Linked DNA regions of Mus musculus: region 1 is linked to region 2. The links are chromatin contacts, called in public HiChIP or PLAC-seq maps. All regions are on one chromosome and are shown on one strand. The core of a region is the stretch at or near the end of the contact, and the rest is flanking DNA. Distances in the headings are between cores, read along the strand shown.

What was found. HiChIP or PLAC-seq counts read pairs in DNA pulled down with a chosen protein or histone mark.
Region 1: a contact with region 2 is called in an H3K4me3 HiChIP or PLAC-seq map of bone marrow-derived macrophages, with 5 times the contacts expected there. The contact joins two enhancer-like sites.

What each region holds. Positions count from the first base shown.
Region 1 is chr15:80,998,392-81,004,391 of GRCm38.p6, reverse strand. Sgsm3 (small G protein signaling modulator 3) reads right to left here. Exons shown (of 22, transcript NM_134091.2): 2 at 1,728-1,823; 3 at 947-1,032; 4 at 522-588. The coding sequence starts at 1,734. Among named protein-coding and RNA genes, the nearest start is that of Sgsm3, 24 kb to the right of the region's middle. Within about 2 kb of position 3,686, at least 57 of the 459 cell types and tissues checked have an H3K27ac peak or open chromatin away from gene starts, as enhancers often do. A contact at or near this core is called in bone marrow-derived macrophages, where this site is marked.
Region 2 is chr15:80,216,809-80,223,102 of GRCm38.p6, reverse strand. No RefSeq gene overlaps it. Among named protein-coding and RNA genes, the nearest start is that of Gm46521, 5.6 kb to the left of the region's middle. Within about 2 kb of position 3,667, at least 161 of the 459 cell types and tissues checked have an H3K27ac peak or open chromatin away from gene starts, as enhancers often do. A contact at or near this core is called in bone marrow-derived macrophages, where this site is marked.

The DNA.
Region 1 (6,000 bases), core at 2,437-4,936, 780 kb before region 2:
CTGACTGCTCTTCCAAAGGTCATGAGTTCAAATCTCAGCAACCACATGGTGGCTCACAACCATCTTTAATAAGATCTGACGCCCTCTTCTGGTGTGTCTGAAGAGACAGCTATAGTGTACTTAGATATAATAATAAATAAATCTTTAAAAAAAAATGTATCTAAAAAAAAGATCAGTAGTTAAAAACAAAACAAAAAGCCAAATGTGGTAGAGAATAATGTCTTTAATCCCAGCTCTTGGGAGGCAGAAGCAGGCAGATCTCTGTGAGTTCAAGGCCAGCCTGGTCTACAAAGCCACTTCCAGGAATGCCAGGGCTACACAGAGAAAGTCTGTCTTGAAACAACGAAACAAAAAACTTAGAAGTTTCCATAAACTTACATCACCCTCAGATATATTCTGTCCCTAACTCCTGAGGTGACACCGCTTAGACCTCAGAAGTCACATGCAGAGGAAAGCAAGACATGGGGCCAGAATTTTCCCAAGGACATCAGCAAGCTCACACACAATGGGCTCCATCTTACCTTCCTTGTCCACACGGAAACCAAACTCATCATAGCAGAGCTCTGGCTGCTCTGAGGATTCTTCTTTCTAGAATCAGAGTAAGGAAGAAGGCTTGTCTAGTCCTCTACTGTAAAGCAGTTCCACATGCTGACTGCTAGAACCCACCCTGAGAAAGGCTACCCTTCTGTGATGCCTTCTCTGGCTGTCATTCACCTACAAGGGCTGACTAGTCATTCAGTCCTCCCGTGTCTCCAGTTAATCTTCCTCCTAGCTAATGACTGATTCCCACAAGCCCAAGAAACTACGATGTTATCTCAAGTACTGAGTCATGACCTGTGAGAACACTGAGTGGGTCATCCATTCCCAGAATACCTGCAAAGGTAAATCTCTTCATGAAAGGCATAGTGGCATGGCAGGCTGGTCCTGGCTATGCTAACTGTTGTACCTGTGAGTATTTTGCCAGGATCTCCTGGGGCCATATGCTTGGAGTCAGGGCAGAGAAAGGGCCACTGGCAGAAGGCGTGTGGTTTCCTACAAAGACCAAAGATAAGAATGATCAAGAAAAGCAGAAACACCAGGCATGATAGCAGCAGACACCTTTAATCCCAGCAGAGGCACACGAATTTGAGTTTGAGGCCAGCCCGGTCTAGGTAGTAAGTTCTCATTCCAAGCCAGCCAGGAATACATAGTAAGATCCTATTTCAGAAAGTGAATGAATAAATGAATGAATGAATGAATGAATGAATGAATGAAAATGTGGAGGCCCCATTGAAGTGAGATATGCCTCCCTTATCCAAGGGAATCAGCATGAAAAAGACTGGGTGTACAGAGTGGGCCAAGGAGGCTGGTGAACAGCGGAAAAATGAACACTGTGGAAAACCAACAGCACGTCCAACACATAAACACAGATTCTTTGCCTCCTCCTCCGCCACAGTGGGAGGATTAACAGGCCAGAGGAGCAGGAAGCTAGAGACTTAACAGAGAAGACAGCATCGGTCACCAACCCCAAAGCCCCAAAGCCCAAGCCTCTCCTCCCTCTTTCCCACTTCTTTCATCTAGCAGAGTCTCTCCGGTGGTTTGGGTTGTTTTCTGAGAAAAGGCCTCACAGCCCGGGCTGCCCTAAGACTTGTGAGGTGCTGAGGCTCTGCCTCAGTGGAAGGCTGGTTATGAAATCACAAGTCAGCTCCACTACGGGCTCCTGGTGAGTATGCAGGCCTTGCTCCCACCTGACATCATGTGCTGTGGACGACGGCAGGACTTCATAGGTCTAGGCACAAGCGGTCATCATTGGCTTCTCTGACTGTCCTGAGGCTTCATCAGCCCTGTTAGGAAAGCAAAGGAGAGGTCACTCATCTCATACCACTCCCCTCCTCGAAGATATTTTTTTTTTTTAAAGATTTATTTATCATATGTAAGTACATTGTAGCTGTCTTCAGACACTCCAGAAGAGGGAGTCAGATCTCCTTACTGATGGTTGTGAGCCACCATGTGGTTGCTGGGATTTGAACTCTGGACCTTCGGAAGAGCAGTCGGGTGCTCTTACCCACTGAGCCATCTCACCAGCCCCCGGATTGGGTTTTCATTGTTCTGTTTTGTATTGTTGGTGGTATGGTAGTGGTGGTGCTGGCTGAACAGCCTTTATATACCATATTCCCATTCTACAAACAAATACAAATTTCTCTCATCATTGTCAGTGTCTTGTCACTTCTTTTCTGTCCTGTTTGTTTGTTTTTAAAGACTCAACAGTAAAAAGACTGAACAGTAAAGACACAAAAAGCCCAATTTAAAAATAGTTAAGCAGGGCTAGAGAGATGGCTCAGTGGTTAAGAGAACTGGCTGTTCTTCCAGAGCTTGGGTTCAGTTTCCAGCACCAACCCCGCAGCTCTCGGCAGGTTGTACCTCTAGCTCTGGAGCTAATGCCCTCTTCCAGCCTCTGAGGGCACTGCACATATGTGATGCAGAGACAGACATACACACAAAATAAATTTAAAAGATGTTTGAACATACATTTCTCAAATAAGAGAGGGAAATGGCCAATAGCGGGTGAAAGTGACTGGGTTATCATCAACCACAAAGGAGATCTAAACTGTGAAGGCATGCTACTCCACAGCCATGAGGGCTCACACAAACAAACACCAGAGTGCTCTCCTCGCTCGCACACATCAAACTCTTCAGTCTGCGTCCCCAACACTGCATGTGACTAAATGTGGCAGTGTACACCTGTAATCCCAGCACGAGGATGAAGACAAATCCTAGGCCACATGAGACCTTGTCTCAGAAAACATTTTTTAAAAAGGAGGGGCTGGAGCGATGGCTCAGCAGCTACGAGCCTCTTTCAGAGGACCTGAATTAAATGCACTCCTATCAGGCAGTTCACAACTGCCAGTAACTGCAGCTCCAGGCGATCCAATCACTTCTTCTGGACCCAAAGGCATTTACATGTACACAGACATACAAAGACACATATACATAATTTTGATTTTTTTCTTTAAAAAAATGTTAGCAAGAATATGGAGAAATCAGCTGGGAGTGGTGGCACATGCCTTTAATCCCAGCACTCAGAAGGCAGGGGCAGGTGGATTTCTGAGTTTGAGGCCAGCCTGGTCTACAGAGTGAGTTCCAGCCAGGGCTACACAGAGAAATCCTGTCTCAAAAAAAAACAAAAAAAAACAAAAAGGGGCTGGTGAGATGGCTCAGTAGGTAAGAGCACCCGACTGCTCTTCCGAAGGTCCGAAGTTCAAATCCCAGCAACCACATGGTGGCTCACAACCACCCGTAATGAGATCTGATGCCCTCTTCTGGTGCGTCTGAAGACAGCTACAGTGTACTTACATATAATAAATAAATAAAAAAAAAAAAAAAAAAAAAAAAAAAAAAAACAAAACAAAAAAAAAAAAGGAGAAATCAACTAGGCAGGGTAGTACATGCCTTTAATCCCAACAGAGGCAGGTGGATCTTTATGAGTTCCAGGCCAGCCATGGCTACATAATAAGACCCTGTCAGAAAAAGAAAAAGGAAGAGGGAAAGGAGGAGATAAAATATGGAGCAAAAACATGGAGGAAAAGAGGTTGTTTAAAGAGGAGGAACCGACATCTGCTGGAGGGCAGAAGGGGCTGGAAGAGAGTTCTCAACAGCAGTTCCCCTCTCACCAGCCTCCTACTCACTGTCACTCAGCAAACAATGACTGAGCACAGAGCCAGGCAGCACAACCGTGGATAAGGTCAGGCTGTTGCAGTGTAGTAGAAAATTAGATAAGAGACAAAGTAAGATGGGACTAATTCTGTATCAAAAGAGCCTTTGAGAGCTGAGGTCTGAGCAAGGGCCAAAGCCAGGCTAGAGATCAAGGCCTGACTTCACTGAGGGAGGATCCAGATGCAGGGAGGGGCCAGTGAGCTCAGAGCCTAGGATGCAGTGGGGGGAAGAGTGGGAGGAAGCAACAGCAGATGCCAAGGGCACCTCACCCTGCTCACCCTGAAGACAGGCTTTTGACCTCTGTTCTCAGACAGCAAAGAAATCCACAGATTCTGAACAGCCATCAAGCAAAATCTGGTAGGACTGAACAATATCTCCAGGTGCCCAGAAATCAATGGAGACTGAAAGGCCATGCCCAGGGTAGGAGATGTTGTGGGTGCAAGCACTGAGAATCGATCAGATGGTGTACACATTTTTACAGGCTGAGAGCCTCGATTGCTATTTCATTCATGTTGCACTTAAGGACACATATACTTAGGGTTGACCTTAAGTCTCCCAGATGTGACACTGCTGAGCTGGGCAGGCAGGTTTTTCAGCTTCTGGTTGCTATGGAAATTTCCCTGAAAGCACCCAGAACTGACAGACCTAGCCTAAACAGTTAGTCTCCACAAATACCTGGTCTATGGCTGCCCTCTTGTAGTCTTTTTAAAAGAAACCTTAGAAAACCTTAATTGATGCAGCCACTTCTGAGTTGCTCAGAAGAAATTGTAACAATTAAATGTACAAGCTTAAGAGAGCCAGTTCTGATGCTGTGTGTCCCTTCCTAGTTTACCAATCCCACATTTTCCCACAAATGTTGCCACTGTATGCAGGTGCAGAGGTACCGTTCACTTCCTGTGGTCTCCTGACATGGACTGAAGGGACATATATCCCTGACAAGGCAGCAGAGTTACTGCCACACAAGTGGCTTTCTCCAGACATCTTCCAGGAAGCATAAAGGCTGAACCAATATAGGCAAAAACATTGATTTTTGGTGGCACCTAAGAGCCTAAAGACCACTTTTTTTTTCTGTAAAGAGATGAGGTGACTCTGAAAGCTACAGATAACAGATAAACTGGTGAGAGTGGCTCAGGGCTGGGAAAGTCTGAGAAAGGCTAAAAGGAAGGAGGAAACTAGTATAGACACTAGAGATGCTTCTAAAACCTACATGGTGGCTCACAGCCATCTGCAACTGCAGTTCCAGGAGATCCAATGTCTTCAGCTGACCTCCTCGGGCACCAGGCATACATACACGCATGCAAAAACACTCATACACAAAAGTTTTGCTTTGAGACAGGGTTTCTCTGTATATTATGTCCTGGAATTCACTTTGTAGACCAGGCTAGCCTTGAACTTACAGAAATCCTCCTGCCTCTGCCTCCCAAGTTCTGGAATTAAAGGCATGCACACCTAATCATCTCTGAAAGGTTAAATCCATTATACATCATACTGGCAACACCAAGCTTTTATTTTTTTACTTTACAAAACCTTTCATTACAGTTTATTTTTATTAAAAAAAAAAAAAGTTTTGCCAGGTATGGTGGCACACGCCTTTAATCCCAGCACTTTGGAGGCAGAGGCAGGCGAATTTCTGAGTTCGAGGCCATCCAGAGTGAGTTCCAGGACAGCCAGGGCTACACAGAGAAACCCTGTCTCAAAAACAAACAAATAACAAAAATTTTAGGGACAGGCATGGTGGAGTACATCTTTAATCCCAGCGCTCAGGAAGCAGAGGCAGGCAGATCTCTTTGAGTTCAAGGCCAGCTTGGTCTACAAAGTGAGTTCCAGAGACAGCCAGAGCTATACAGAGAAACCCTGACTCTGAAAAACAAAACACAGAGAGAGAAGGAAAGAGGAAGAGAAGGAGAGAGAAAGAGAGAGGAAAGAGAAAGAGAGAAGAGAGAAAGAGAGAGAAGGAGAGAAAGGGGGAGGAGGAGAGAGAGGGGGAGAAGGAGATGGAGAGGGAGAGAGAGATGACTAGACCTATATGAGGGAGGAGAGAAGGAGGGAAGGAGGAATTAGGTCAGGCATAGGGCCCACACCTATAATATGAGCATTCAGGGAGCAGAAGCAGGGAATTGCAAATTTAAGATCAGCCTGTCTATATAATGGGATCCTGGCTCAAAATAAACAAAAAGGTGATCAGGCCAAGAAGGCCATATATTGATCTTGGTTTTGTTGTGTTTTTATGTTTTAATATCTGGCCTCTGTTGCCCAGGCTGGTCTTAAACTTGTGGATTCAAGTGATCCTTTTCCACCTTTTCCATC
Region 2 (6,294 bases), core at 2,418-4,917:
GATCTCTGTGAGTTCCAGACCAGCCAGGGCTGGACATGGTGAGACCCTGTCCCAAAATAGCAAAGCATGGTGGTACATGCCCTTAATCCCAGCATGAGGGAGGTAGAACCAACTCTGAATTCCAGGTCAGACAGAGTTACATGCTGAGTCCCTTTCTAAAATAAAATAAAATAACCAACTAATTCAATTGCACTAATTTTTTTTTTAAAGAAGGCCAAGGGTGTGGCTCAGTGGTAGATGACCTGCTTACCATGTATGAGGCCCTGGCTCACTCCTCAGTACTGAGAAAGGAGGAGAGAGTGAGGAGAAAGGTTGGTCAAGGATGGTGATTAGTGGCTATTCAATTGGCTGATGGACAGTTGAGTAGAAGAGGACCTGGCTATGTCTCTTGTGACCTTCCAAAAGGCTCGGGTCCTGGGGAGCATGCTCAGTTTTCAGAAAGACAGGCTTCCAGGCAAGCCATGTTGGGATCAATCAAATGAGACTTATAACCCTTAAGGGCTACCATTTTGTTTTCAGACTCCATTTTGATCATCAGATGAAATGATTTTCCTGGGCTCTAGGGGAGCTTTCCAGATGGCTAGCCAACTTTCTCCTTATCCTTATTTTGTTCCCCAAAACATAACCATGAGAGAAAAAAAAAAAGATTGATTGATGAAAAATTGTAACTGTATCTTAGGACAGATGTGCATGGGCCTTGTGATTTTTCTGTTTATATGTTTACTAAGATGAACATTTGGGGTTGCAGTCAGCTTCTGAGTCTGTGCTGCTGTCCCTGACTGGTCAGTTTTTGCTGCCTAATTCAAATATAGATCTTGCTTTGTGTGGACTCTTTTGGGTCTGCTTGGGTTGTTTTGGGTTTTGGGACCCTAACAACCAGAAGTTACTGTTATGAGAAAAGGCTTTGCTGGTCAGTGGTGATGCATACCCTTAATCTCAACACCCAGGAGGCAGAGGCAGGCTGATCTCTGTGAGTTCAAGGCCAGCCTAATCTACAAGGTGAGTTCCAGGACAGCCAGGGCTACACAGAGAAATCCTGTCTTGAAAAACAAAAACAAAAACAAAAGGGCTTTCTTCCTAAGTGATATTTAGCATAAGTGTCAAGTCTAAGCCATTGCAGACTGGGGACCACTGATGTTGTGGGCAAGAGGCATTCCAGGAGAGAGATGTGACCTATTGAAGACCTATTAACCTCATTGGCAAGTAGGCTTAAAAAAAAAAAAAAAAAAAAAGCCGGGCGTGGTGGCGCACGCCTTTAATCCCAGCACTTGGAAGGCAGAGGCAGGCGGATTTCTGAGTTCGAGGCCAGCCTGGTCTACAAAGTGAGTTCCAGGACAGCCAGGGCTACACAGAGAAACCCTGTCTCGAAAAACCAAAAAAAAAAAAAAAAAAAAAAATTTATGTATACGAGTACACCATAGCTAGCTGTCTTCAGACACACCAGAAGAGGGCACTGGATCCCATTACAGGTGGTTGTGAGCCTCCATGTGGTTGCTGGGAGTTGAACTTATTACCTTTGAAAGAGCAGTCAGCGTTCTTAATCGATGTGCCAAGTAGGTTTTGTGTAACAGAACCTCAGCCTCAAGGCTGGTTAGAACATTCTGGAAACAAGAGTATTAGGGGATTTGTCCCGGGACTGGGCTGGAGACAGTCCCTCCTCCTTTGCTTGGGGATTCATTCCTCAGACAGCTATTGAAGTATACCAGGAGCTGTTTGTCCTCAAGTGTAGGAGACAGGCACAGAAAAGAGGCCAAGTAGAAAGGCCAATGTAGATATAGTACTGGAGACGTCGTGGAAGCCCAGAGCCTCAGCCTAGCCTGTGGTTCAGGAAGGCATAGCAGAGACAATTAACCTTGCGAAGTCTGAAGAACCTGCCACTGTGTGGCGCCTTAGAGAGCCAGAATTACGCGTAAAATGAAGACACAAAAGTTCTGGGCCATGAAGATGGCACTCGGGAACTTACCATGGAATGGCCTCCTTAGATGACTTGAAATGCCCTGGGTGGTGCCCAGGAGAAAATTCAACAGAAAAACTTGTTTCAAAAGAACAGAAAGCCCCAGGGGTACCGGTGATAAGGGGTGTCACCTGGGCAGACTGGCAGGGTTTTTTTGTTTTTTGTTTTTTTCATATGTATGCATATGGTGTGTGTGCATATGCAGATTAGAGGTTAGCTGGGGAGTGGTGGCACAAGCCTTTAATCCCAGCAGAGGATAGGTGGATTTCTGAGTTCAAGGCCAGCCTGGTCTACAAAGTGAGTTTCAGGACAGCCAGGGCTACACAAAGAAACCCTGTCTCAAAAAAAAAAAAAAAAAAAAAGAGAGAGACAGAGAGAGAGATTAAAGGTTGATGCAGGGTCTTTCAAACCATATTTCTTGAGGCAGGTTTCCCACCGGACCCCAGAGCTTTCTGATTTACCTAGTCTAGCTCACTTGCTTCGGGGAATTCCTGTCTCCACTTCCTGAGGCTTACAGGTTGACCACCACACCTGCCTGGCATTTACATGAATACTGGGGATTTGAACTCTGGTCTTCGTGCTTGTACAACAAGTACTTTCTCTACTGGGTCCTCTCCCCACCCCCACCAGTGAGCTTTGAGCCCTGCCCCACTTCTTCTGCTTTCCCCAGTTAAAAGAGGGAACTCTGCATAACTTATGTAAATTTGATTTAAATGTGATTTTTGGCTACTGGGCTGGAGTGGTGCACATCTTTAGTGATCTCAGGACTCAGGAGGCAAAGGCAGGTAGATCTGTAAGTTTGAGGCCAGCCTGGTCTAAAGAGAAACCTGTCTCAATAGACAGACAAAAAGTTTCAAAAATTAAATAATGTGTGCCAAGCATGGTGGTGTAGATGTGAGTGTGTGTGAATGTGTGTGTGTGTGTGTGTGTGTGTGTGTGTGTGTGAGTGTGGGGGTGGGGATAGGGAGGTGTACTGTTGGTATTGGTGTTGTCTTAGTATTTACCCCTGGTTGTCTCGGAACTCAATGTGTAGGCTAAACTGGCCTTGAATTCACAGAGATCTGACTGCTTTTCTCTCTGCCTCCTGAGTGCTGGGATTAAAGGTGTGTAATACCGTATCTGAGTGTTTCTTTTTTCTTTGTAGGTTTTTTGTTTGGTTATTTTTGGGGTTTTGTTTTGTTTTTGTTTTAGACTGGGTCACATGCAGTCCAAGCTGGCCTCATACTCCTGGGTTGTTGAGTCATATCTGTCCCAGGCACATAAAAGCCATTCCAAAACATTCCAAAAGAGTAGCTACTGTTTGTGTGTGTGTGTACCTCAGGATACCTCCCCATATCCAGCTGATGGCACTGGATAAATGAGTGGTCAAGACCAGGATGGAGAGGACAGGGAAGTAATCTCAGATGGAAGCTGAGTTCCACACTGGCCCTGCCGAGTCTCAGGAGACCTCGATGCCTTGGGACCCTTGCAACAGGCAGCTGACCAGGGAGCTGGGCGCTGAGTAGGGAGGGCTCCCTGGAGAGGTGCAACCAGCCCTACTTTGTTGGGGATTGAGATCCACAGGCAGAGCAGACAGATTTCTAGGAAGATAAGAAGGTCAGCAGGACAATGAAGAAGCGGGAAGAGGCAAAGAAAAACAGATGAGTCACAGGGGCGAAGGGAAGAAGCCCAGGGAGGAAATGCATGACCCGTGTGTCACGTATACCACATCGAAGGAGGGGGAGGGGCACAGGGGATTTTTAAACCTCCACCAAGCTCAGACTCTGCTGCCAGGCGCATGCGCGCGCGCACACACAACTGCCCACCGCAGCTGGAGACCTGTAATACACACACCCCATCTGACAGATGAGCATCCAGGAGCCGGACGTGAGCAAGGGAGGGCTGCTAGGTGCTGAGGAGACCGGACATAGACAGCTGAGGTGCCAAGGGTGACATCTTGTCCTCATTTCTTTCAGAAAACTATCTGTTCTCTTCCTTGACTAGTAAAGGCTCAACTCTGACTTTCCTAAGCGTCTAAACTGATCTGAGATTCCACCCAAGTCATCCAGATCTGCTCAGGATGGTCAACAGACCTAACGGAAGCCAACAAGATCCAAGCCCAAGAGTTTATTTTGTTTGGGGGTTTTGGTTTTTCAAGACAAGGTTTCTCCGTGTAGTCCTAGCTGTCCTGAAACTCTGACAAGCAGGCTGGCCTCAAACTCAGAAATCCACCTGCCTCTGCCTCTCAGGTGCTGGGATTAAAGGTGTGCATCACCATGCCTGGCTCAGAAAATTTTTAAAGATTTTCATTTGTATTGATTTTTCAAAACAGGGTTTCTCCTGTAGTACTTGCTATCCTGGAACTCTCTGTAGACCAGGTTGGCTTCAAACTCAGGTCCCAAGAGATGCTCCTGCCTCTGACTCCTGAGAGCTGGGATTAAAGGCACACATCACCATCACCTAGCCAAGATTTGTCTTTCTTAATCTTATGAGTATTTTGTCTGTGTCTAAGTAAGGACACTGCAAACTTGTACTGGTGCCCACAGAGACCAGAAGAGAGCTCTAGGTCCCCTGAAACTGGAGTTACACATGGCTGTGGTAACTTGTGGGTGCTGGATATCAAACTCATGTCCCCTTAGAAAGCAACCCTTGTTAAGCTCTGAGCAGTCTCTCCAGGCCCACTAGCTTTACTTTGAGAAAGATCTAGTAAGTAACAAAATCTTGGCTAACCTGGAACTCTGTATGTAGACCAGGATGGCCTCAAACTTATAACAGTGTTCCTACCTCTATCTCTCAAATGCTGAGATTATGGAAGCACACCACCGTGCCCAGCTCAAGCACAAGACTGTGTGCCTGCACAGATGTGCACACAAGCAGATGTGCACTGGTTCACATGTGCATGTAGAGGCTAAGGTCCATGTCCAGTGTCATCTTTAGTCACTTCTCTACCTTGTTTTTAATTTTTTTTATGTATATGAGTACACTGTCGCTGTCTTCAGACACACCAGAAAAGGCATCAGATCCCATTACAGACGGTTGTTAGCCACGTGGTTGCTGGGAATTGAACTCAGGACCTCTGGAAGAGCAGTCAGTGCTCTTAACTACTGAGCCATCTCTCCAGCCCTCCACCTTATTTATTTATTCATATTTGAGACAGGGTGTCTCACTGAAGCTGGAGTTCACCCATTAGCTCGACTGCCTGGCCAGCAAACTCCAGGAACCCGTCTGCCTTCCCAGTCCTAGGGATGCTAGATATGTGCCACTGAGCCTAGCTTGTTTGTTTCTGTGGCCCTGATCCCTGGACTCCAGGTACTTTACCAACCAAGCCATCTTCCAAGTCTCCAGGCGCAGGGCTGTTAGGGAAAAGAACCTGTTCCTTCTGTCTGAAGAAAAGAGAAAGTGAAGCTGGGAGCTGTTGCAACCATCTCAGAAGCTCGAAGACTAACGGTACAGGGACAGCTCGCAAAGTCGAGGCCAGTGAGCTATGGAGCCGGATGGCATTGCACTGACAAATGGCCGGTACGTCAAGCTGCGAGGTCACCAACACCACCTGACGCTTGACTGTCAGCAAGCCAGCAAGTTCCTTCTCTGCCTTGGTAGTTTGGGTTGGTTTTCTTGTCATTAAAAACAAATGTATCAGTTGCTTACAAGTCTGATGGAACTCAGTCTCATTAAAGCACCTCAAAGCTTTTCAAAGAGAGTTCTAGGACAGCCAGGACCACCAAGTAAGATCCTGTCTCAAAGAAACCTTATTTTTACATATATATATATATACATACATATATATATGTGTGTGTGTGTGTCTATATATATATATACCATATATATATGGGTGCAGAAGGGGCTATCAGGTCCCATGGAGCTAGAGTTACAAGTGTTTGTAAGTTGCCTGATGTGGGTGCTAGGGACCAAACTCTGGCCTGTGATCAAGACCAGCAAGTGTTCTTAACCACCGAGCCATCTCTCCAGACCTAGAATTTATTTTTACACTTAGTTATGTATATGTGTGTCTGTGTGGGGGTTTGTAGACATGAAGAATCCCTTAGGAAGCCTTGGATCCCACAGAGCTGTTCACACCCATTTGAGAATAATACACATTCTCTATCAACAAGCCATGTCTCAGTCCCTTGGCAGTAGGGTTTTAATGGGGGGTCTGACAGATGTCCCTGCTGGATGAAGGTTTACAGATCATTAATTCTCTCTATGGACTAAAGCACTGTATCACCTCCATTTTTAGAGGCCAGAGACGATCAGGCAAAGGACACACCCTGACCTGGGGTCGTCATGGAGCCTGCTGGTACCCACACCTGCCTAGACAGCCAGTGAGGAAGGCACAGCAAGCAGGGCTTGCCGAGATGTGG